3 separate regions of the Sus scrofa genome follow, and regions 1 and 2 are each linked to region 3. The links are chromatin contacts, called in public Hi-C and HiChIP or PLAC-seq maps. All regions are on one chromosome and are shown on one strand. The core of a region is the stretch at or near the end of the contact, and the rest is flanking DNA. Distances in the headings are between cores, read along the strand shown.

Evidence for each region. A called contact is a pair of places that touch in the nucleus more often than the background predicts. HiChIP or PLAC-seq counts read pairs in DNA pulled down with a chosen protein or histone mark.
Region 1: an H3K27ac HiChIP or PLAC-seq map of skeletal muscle shows a contact between it and region 3. The contact joins the promoter of SEPT6 here to the promoter of NKRF in region 3. A contact is called at or near these places in 1 of 5 promoter capture datasets (skeletal muscle), 2 of 47 Hi-C or Micro-C datasets (embryonic fibroblasts and fetal skeletal muscle) and 2 of 2 datasets of contacts at active chromatin or transcription factors (alveolar macrophages and skeletal muscle).
Region 2: a Hi-C map of liver shows a contact between it and region 3, with 2.2 times the contacts expected there. The contact joins the enhancer-like site here to the promoter of NKRF in region 3. A contact is called at or near these places in 3 of 5 promoter capture datasets (fetal liver, fetal skeletal muscle and liver), 7 of 47 Hi-C or Micro-C datasets (blood, embryonic fibroblasts, liver and 2 more) and 2 of 2 datasets of contacts at active chromatin or transcription factors (alveolar macrophages and skeletal muscle).

The regions. Positions count from the first base shown.
Region 1 is chrX:98,104,786-98,107,485 of Sscrofa11.1, reverse strand. SEPT6 (septin-6) reads left to right here and starts at 1,424. Exons shown (of 11, transcript XM_021080249.1): 1 at 1,424-1,765; 2 at 2,633-2,700.
Region 2 is chrX:97,948,381-97,951,080 of Sscrofa11.1, reverse strand. All of the region lies in intron 1 of UBE2A (ubiquitin-conjugating enzyme E2 A), which reads right to left. Among named protein-coding and RNA genes, the nearest start is that of UBE2A, 25 kb to the right of the region's middle. Within about 2 kb of position 1,435, at least 13 of the 83 cell types and tissues checked have an H3K27ac peak or open chromatin away from gene starts, as enhancers often do. A contact at or near this core is called in fetal liver and liver, where this site is marked.
Region 3 is chrX:98,024,120-98,026,819 of Sscrofa11.1, reverse strand. It overlaps NKRF (NF-kappa-B-repressing factor), which reads left to right and starts at 1,397. Exons shown (of 3, transcript XM_001927183.6): 1 at 1,397-2,145. The coding sequence starts at 1,880.

The sequences.
Region 1 (2,700 bases), core at 175-2,674, 81 kb before region 3:
ATCAACACCAACACACACCCCAGGAAAACCGGGAAGCCCAGTCTCAGGAGGGGCTTGCAGCCTCAGGTGACAGGTCTTGGAGGGACCAAAGGGTTGAGGGGGACTTGAGTTACACACTTGGTTCCAGTCTGCGAGGTCCAGCATTTTGGAGGTGGAGGCCTCTGCGAGGTTCTGAGCGGCCCTAGCAACAGGTGGGCCGGGTGGGGCATGAGAGCAAGGCACCAAGGATTCCAAGCTAGGGTACCCCCGCGCTGGCCCCAAATGCACAGAGCTTTGGTGGGCGCGGAGGGCTCAGGCGGGAGGGCAGTGCCCCCAGAGCAAGGCAGGATTCCCGACAAGCCCTGCACTCAGCCAGCCCGCTCGCCCACGCTCGCAGCTCTGGTTTCCAAATGTGTGCCTCTCGGCCGCCGCCACCCAGACCTCACATGCAGGTCAGAGCTAGTGCCTGCGGGCCCTTCCCCCTCCTCCACGCCCCAGCCCTCGCTGCGGAGACCTGTCTCCCTTCCAGACGCCCAGCCAGCCTGGAAGTGGCCAGTCAGCTCTGCCTCCCCGCCCCCATCCAGTCCCGGCCCAGGCTTACAGCGGTTCCTCATACACAGCCCCGGTCCCCCACGTGGCTACCACCCCAACCCAGGGCATGGCTCCTCCCCCAGGCCCTGCCCCAGCGCCCTGGCGGGCCTCGGAGAAAACGGCAGCCCCTCTTCTCTGCCGCCACCATCTGCCCTGTGAGCCTGCGCTGTCTGTCTACGGAACTCCCCTGTACCGGTCCCTGATTGGGCCAGGCTCTTCTCTTTCGGCCCCTCCTGGGACTCGAGCACAGCGGGCACCTCCACCACATGGCTCTTCTGTCCTACAGCCACCCTCTGATTGTGTCTGTCCTTTCTTCTGTACCCCGCCCCCCTCATCCAAACCCTCTGCTCTCTGGTTCAGGAAATGCTTCATCAAGCGCCAGGCCCCAAACTAGGCACCGGGGATGCATTCTGGGGAGTCCTCGTTTTCAAGGTTCGCACGCATATAAAGAGCTCCCTGCGATAACGTGGGAAGCGCTGTCCCGGCAGGTGGAATCAAGTGCCAGGGAAGTGCTTCATATGGCCATCCCAGTTTCTCTGCCTTCCCTCCTCCCCAGCGCGCGGGCCTCTGGGTGGGGTCCCTTTCCCCTCTCTCCTTGGTTCCCATTTTTTATTTCTTTCCTCCCTCTGGTTCCCTCCTTTCTGCCGCTCTCGCCTTGGGCCATCTCCCACGCCGCATCTCGGGCCCGGCTTTCGCCCATCAGTCTGTCTCACCCCGCGGTCCCGAGTTCCACTCGAGGGTCTGAGTACCTCCCCGAGACCAGGGCCCCTGCCCTTTTAAGGAGTGGAGTGGAGTGTCCCGCCCGCTCGTGCCTTTGGCACGCCAAACCTGTCAGAGTTCGCCAGTCACAGGGAGCTTAGCAAGGGTCCACTCCCGGAGAGGGGTGAGGGGCGCCAGGGCCGAAGAGTTGGAGAGGTGACCAGGGCAAGGGCAAGGGCAAGGACCCGCGGCGGCGGTTGGCCGAGAGGAAAAGGAAAGCCGGCGGGCATAGCCTCTGCCTTGCGAGGTTCTCCCTCTGCGCCCCGCGGCCGCCTAGTGTCGGGCTGACCTAAGGTTAAGGGGAAACCAGGGGGCGGGACCGAGCCACCGGAGGCCGCTCCGCGTCCCTCCCCAATATCTCGCTCGGCAGAACCCGGAGCCTCCAGGCTCAAGCCCCTCCTCTGAGACTCCCTGGCGGTCCAGGCACTAGAAGCGGGTGAGTGTCCGAGCCTCCGCACACATGTTGAGCGTCTAGGGCTCGGCGGGGAGAAGCGGAGTGGGGTCCGTCTGTATTAAGTACCCAGCGGTGTTGAGCTCGGAAATGACAGCTCACAGCACCTGAGGCTTGGAAACCCCGGGGCAGAAGGTGGGGGGGTCTCGTCTCAGGACCGCTGGCCTCGGACTCAGCATGTCACAGCTCAGTTGCGGGGCCCGCAGTGCGGCTCCCCCCAGCCGCCCCCTTTCTAAGCTTCACTGTGGAACAGCAGGTGCCGCAGCTCCCCCCCTTCCCTCTCCGGCTTCGGCCGCACTCCCGGGCCAGGGTGGGGGGAGGTGTGGTGGAGCAGCGAGACTCCGGCGGCGGGCGCGCCCCTCCTGGCACCCCGAGGTCGCAGTGGGGAGGAAGAGGGGGTACTGGGGGCGGGGAGAAGGGAGAGGAGGGCCGCACGGCTCCGCCGCGGAGCTGTACACGGCAGGGGGAAGGGGCGGGGGCTCCTTTCCAGCCTCCGGGGTCTGGGGACTCCGGGGATGTAAGGCGAGAGCAGGGGGGTGTGACAATTCAGCAGAGGTCGGGACGTACCACGGAACCCAGTGGCGGGGGGGGCAGAGGACGTGGTCACCGAGGGGAGCCCCCGCCCCCCTCCGCAAAGGCCTACAACCGAGGTTGCAGGGAGAGCTGCAACTCGGTTAGCGGTAGAGGGAAGCGGCGCGTTAAATCCGCCCCCTCCTCACACCCCACTTCCGAGGGGTGGGCGATAGAGGAGAGGTTGGGGTTGGAGCGGCAGCGAGGGGGCCCCTCCCTTGCACTTCCCCCCACCGGACTTGGTCGCGCCCGAAGTGTAACACTTTCTCTTTGTCGGAGGAGCTCCGCTGTTTCCTGTGCTGTAGCTCCCGTTGCGGCGGCGCCCGTGGCAGCCCTGGCGGACGCAGGAG
Region 2 (2,700 bases), core at 186-2,685, 76 kb after region 3:
AGGCTAGGGGTTGAATCAGAGCTACAGCTGCTGGCCTACACCACAGCCACAGCAACTCAGGGGTCCGAGCTGCATCTGCGACCTACACCATAGTTCCAGGCAATGCTGGAGCTCACAGCAATGCCAGATCCTTAACCCACCGAGTGGGGCCAGGAATCAAACCTTCATCCTCATGGATACTAGTCGGGTTCGTTACTGCTGAGCCACAATGGGAACTCCTACCTTAGTTGTCTTTTTTTTTTTTTTTTGGCTTTTGCCTTTTCTAGGGCTGCTTCTGTGGCATACGGAGGTTCCCAGGCTAGAGGTCGAATCGGAGCTGTAGCCACCGGCCTACACCAGAGCCACAGCGACAAGGGATCCAAGCCTCGTCTGCAACCTACACCACAGCTCACAGCAACGCCAGATCCTTAACCCACTGAGCAAGGGCAGGGACTGAACCCGCAACCTCATGGTTCCTAGTCGGATTCGTTAACCACTGAGCCATGACGGGAACTCCCCTACCTTAGTTTTTAATAGAATTTATTCCATTATAAGTATATATGTCTCTCAACAATAGCTGTGTTTAGCCAGCAGTCCACATTCTGAAAAGGCAGCATTTGCCTCTCACGACCAGAAGGCGGCGGCTCCAGCATCCCCCAGGCCTGACTGTACTTTCAGGTCCTGAACAACCCTCATTCCTACTCCCACTCTCCTCTGCCATTAAATCAGTCACCCCCAGCCTACAGCTCTGGATTGGGAGCTCCTGGATTCTAGAGCTAACCCTAGCTGCCACCCTGAACGAGGGCCCTGGGGACAGGATTGACAACTGTGACTTTTTCATGGGTGGGTGACCTCTTTCTGCCTGGAAAAGGCATGGAAGAGCGCCAGGGACTCTGGCAGGGACGCTGGAAGGGCTATCTGGCAAGCGCTCAAGCCTCAGGGGAAGAGGAAGGATGCGGGAATGAGGGCAGGGGAACCATGGCCCAGCTTCTGTGTCCTTGGCCCTGCTCCTGGCTGGGCTGTAATTTGCTGTTGAAGGCTTTCCAGAAAGGCTGGGGACCCTGGAGACTGTGGGCTGGGGGGGAGGGGGGCAACCTTTCTCTCCGGCCTCTAGGATGTCAGCCAGAGTCCTGGAAGCGACTCCCGAGGGTGACCCGGGGCTCTCCCTTGGGGTCAACACTCAGAGCTGTTTCCTTTACAGCAGAAGGAAGGGGTGACAGGGGGACTTTGGGTGTGGGGTTGGGCCTCTTGCTGACTGGCTCCGTCTGCTTTGGAATATGAGCCCTCTCCGGAAAGCCCGCCCCAGCCCTCAGAACCACCCTCTGCCCGCAGGCCACGAACACTCCGTGTCTCCTTTCGGGGCCCATGCACTGGTCGCCGCTCCCTGGTTCACCCTGGGCAACGTAGCAGGCACGACTGCCTCCAGTTGGCACCGAGTTGGGATATTCTGCTGTGATGTCATTGCACGAGTGAGGGTTCTGTGTTTGCACCTAGGCTGGCGGCTCCCCAAGGGCACAGTCCGCAGCCCCACCCCACCAGCCCTCAGCACAGAGACCAGCCCTCAGTGACTGAATGAATCAGTCAGTACGAGCCTGGCTGCCGGTCAAGATTTCTTCCTGTGTGGAGTCCTTTGTGGGAGCTCTCATCTTGTCATCTTGTACCAGGACTGTCCTTTATTATTCCTCACCCTTGGAGTGAAGGGGGGGGGATGCCCCAGTCCCCACCCCCATGCACCCACAAGTTTTTACTAGCTCAGATGTTCTCTAACTAGGAAGTTCAGACACCAATTGTTTTTCTTCCAAAGAAGGGGAGAAGTCACCTCTGCCACACAAACCCCCCCAGCTGCTCTCCCCAGGGGTGGGGATGGGAGGGGGTCAGGCCTACCCAGGCCGGGGAAGTGCTGACTGGGAGCGATTTGCTCTTGGCATCAGCCTTTGAACATCCTGTGCAGCTGAGAGGGCAGTGCTGCCCTCCCTGTAGTACCAGGGAGAGGAGTTGACCAGGGTGAGGCCCAGACACTGGGGGCTCAGCACAGCCTGGAAGGGGGTGTTCAAGCTCAGATTTACAAGTGTCCCACCCCCTGCCGAGCGCCCAAGCCCTGCCCCACGCCCACCCCAGCATTCGCATACATCCTCCAGCAGTGCCCTCGAAATAGAAGTTTTTATTTTTATTTTTTCAGTCTTTTTGCCATTTCTAGGGCCGCTCCCATGGCATATGGAGGTTCCAAGCTAGGGGTCCAATCGAGATGTAGCCGCCGGCCTACACCAGAGCCACAGTGACAAAGGATCCAAGCCGCGTCTGCAACCTACACCACAGCTCACGCAACGCCAGATCCTTAACCCACTGAGCAAGGGCAGGGATCAAACCTACAACCTCATGGTTCCTAGTCAGATTCGTTAACCACTGAGCCACGATGGGAACTCCTAGCGGTTTTTAAAAGAGGGGAGGCCTGCTGTGTAGTCTGCAGAGAGGCAGGACTCTGGAGTTTCAGTGCTCAGCTGCCAGGGACAATGACTGTTAAGGACCTCTCCGTGCCATCTTCTGTCAGCTTGCCCTGGGCTCAATGACTTTGAGAGTGTCGTGGGTTGGAAGCTCTGGTATCCGTGTGTGTGTGCGAAAATATTAAAACTTCCTAGGGAGTTTCTGTTGTGGCTCAGGGCTAACAGACCTGACTAGTATCCATGAGGATGAGGGTTCAATCCCTGGCCTTGCTCAGTGGGT
Region 3 (2,700 bases), core at 148-2,647:
AACTTGGTCCAAGCTGTTAAGACAAGAACAAGCACAACACCCCCTCCCCCCAAAAAAACCCCAGAGCAATGCAATGGCAAATGTCTGGGGGAGCACTGGATGAGGAGTCAAGTCACCTAAATTTTGATCTCGGCTTTGCCATGAAAAATCTCTACAGCCTCCAGCTTATCACTACACCTCTCTGGCCTTATTTTTCACAATCACACAATGATTACTTGAATTTATTATCTCTAAGCTTCCTTTCTAGTATCATATTCTTTGACTTGATGGTACAAAGACTGTCATTACTTCAATAAACATGAATGCCTACCACAGAGTCAAAGACAAAATAGTCCCTGTGTAACGGGAGACAGGCATGGAAATAAATCATTATGCGACAGTGTGAAAAATGCTGTAATCTTCTGTTTTTCTCAGTCCAACACATTCCTACACATAAGATGTATCACACAATAAGACATATGCCTTTAAAGAGTTAAAGGGGACAATGGGTCAAAACCACCTCATCCAGTGGTCCTGCCACCATGGGACATTTAAGTTCTATGCAGGACTATTTCTCTCCAGCGACTCTGTAACCAGTTCCAGGACATGGGAGAAAACCCAGTTTCTTTTTCCTTTGTATTGACTATATTGAGCACACAGTGGGTGCTGTATAAATTCCCGGTGACAGACACTCATTGATTAACTAAGTTCATAGCACAGATTGGCAGACAGGGATTGAAGGATCGGGCTGGATCGGAACCACGCGGGGAGTGATAACATTTTCCTACAGTGATTGAGCCATCTGCTGCTGTGCAGTTTTAACCCTCTTTTTTTGGGGGGAGCTTTCATATTTTGTAATATTCTGCACGTTTTAAAGTGATACAGCTAATACAGAATTATTTGAAATCGTGATCAGAACGGTGTTAACACGATGTTTGTATTTCTCAACAATTGGGATAGAGTATGGACGATAAAAGTGCTTGCCTTGAGAAGTGGCTGTGGATGATTTTCTTTGCAAGTATTTAATTTTTTACTATTACTTCACGATAAAATCCAAAGCCAATGAGGAACGACGCACAGGGCTTTTCAAGCTATCCTCTGAAGAAAAAGCGCCACGGGGAGCTGACATTTTAGGAAAAAAAAAGTGTAAAACCCATTTCCAACCCAAGTCCCTCCCAAAGCACATGGTCCCAGTGGTCTTGGAGGCTCTGAAACCGAGGGAAAAGCGTCAGGCGAGCCACTGCCGCCAACAATCAGCTGAGAGAGCCTTCCAGGGACTTAAACTGGACAACGTCCCGGAACCTCGGAGAACCGCCCCCAAAGCCCCTTCCTGGAGCCCCGCCCACCGCTTGTAACCATAGTGCGTCAAAGGCCGGTAATCGTCATAAGTGGAAAAAAATATACATCGCGCGAGATTCAGCGACGGGATTTCGAAGTTAGGGAACAGCCGCGGCGCAGGCGCACTGGCCTCACAACCGCGGGGCGGCACGCGGGTAGGTAGGCTAGAGCTCAGAGGAGGGGGAGCAGAGCGTGCTGCTGTCTTTTTTTCCCCCCCTTCCCGGCGCAGTGCGTGAGCCTGCGGGTCGCTGGAGGTGCGGAGCGCGGAGCCTGGCTCGGCCTCCCTGGCGCGCGTGTGACTGCGGCGGGCGCCCTCCTCCTGATCCTCCACGAGTTGGAGGAGTGAACCGGGCGTGCTCCCGGGTTGCCGGGAAGTGAGCTTGTGCTCGCCTTTTCCTTTTTGACGGTCGCCCCTCACGCACACACTCCAGTCCCTTGAGAGTTGGTCTTCGCGCCTCGGCGCGCCCCTCTTCACGCGGCCCCTCCCACAGACCCCAGTCCCCATTCGCCCCTGGTCCGGAGTTGGCTTCATCCCTGGGGTCCCTGCTTGGGGGCGGAGAAGATGGCTGGCGGACGTCTGCTGTTGGGGGGCGACTTCCTGTCGCCGCCGCCGCTGCCCCCCCTCCCGCCGCCGCCGCTGCCGCCCCTCCCGCCGCCCCCGCCCGAGCCAGTGCTGGAGCAGTGGCGCTATAGCCACGAAAGTGACTGGCAGTGGGCTCTGCGGCGCAGCTTCATCTGTCGGCACCTGCACAGCTATCCCGGGGCTGCCCTAGACCAGCTCCTCGCTCTCTCCGCTGCCTGGACCAACCACGTTTTCCTGGGCTGCAGGTGAGGAAGGCGTGAGGGTTGGGTTAGGGACCGGGCTGGGGGTGGGGGCGGAATCGGTGATGGGGTCGGGATAGGGCCGAGGGCCGGGTTTGGATGAGGGCTTAGAGACTGGAGAGTTGGAGGTGCTGGCGGACTCCAGAGGGCTCAACGTTGGCCTGGTGGGGAGGTGGGGAAGTTGGCCGAGCGAGGTAGTAGGGGATGACATAACAGAAGGGTGCAGGGATCTGGGGAGCCACCCCTCCAGGACCAGGGATGGAGATGAAGCGGCGCCTGGCAGGGGATTGTTAAGAGGTGGTCATTGTGATGGTGCTTTTGGAGGGCGTGGGAAACGACGAATAGCAGAACCTCGAACCTGCGTAGGACCTTCCAAGGATGCGGTATCCGCAGAGAATATTGGACAATCGGGGTTTCGAGGGTCTGTGCGGAGAGAGGCGGGGGACCCTGCAGTTCTAATCCTAGTCTCCTGATCATTCTCTCTTGCCATCCCCATTAAATTAAACACCACCAGCTCCCCAGCTGGGTTTTACTGTCTTCTCCTGGGGAGGCGGTTTGTAT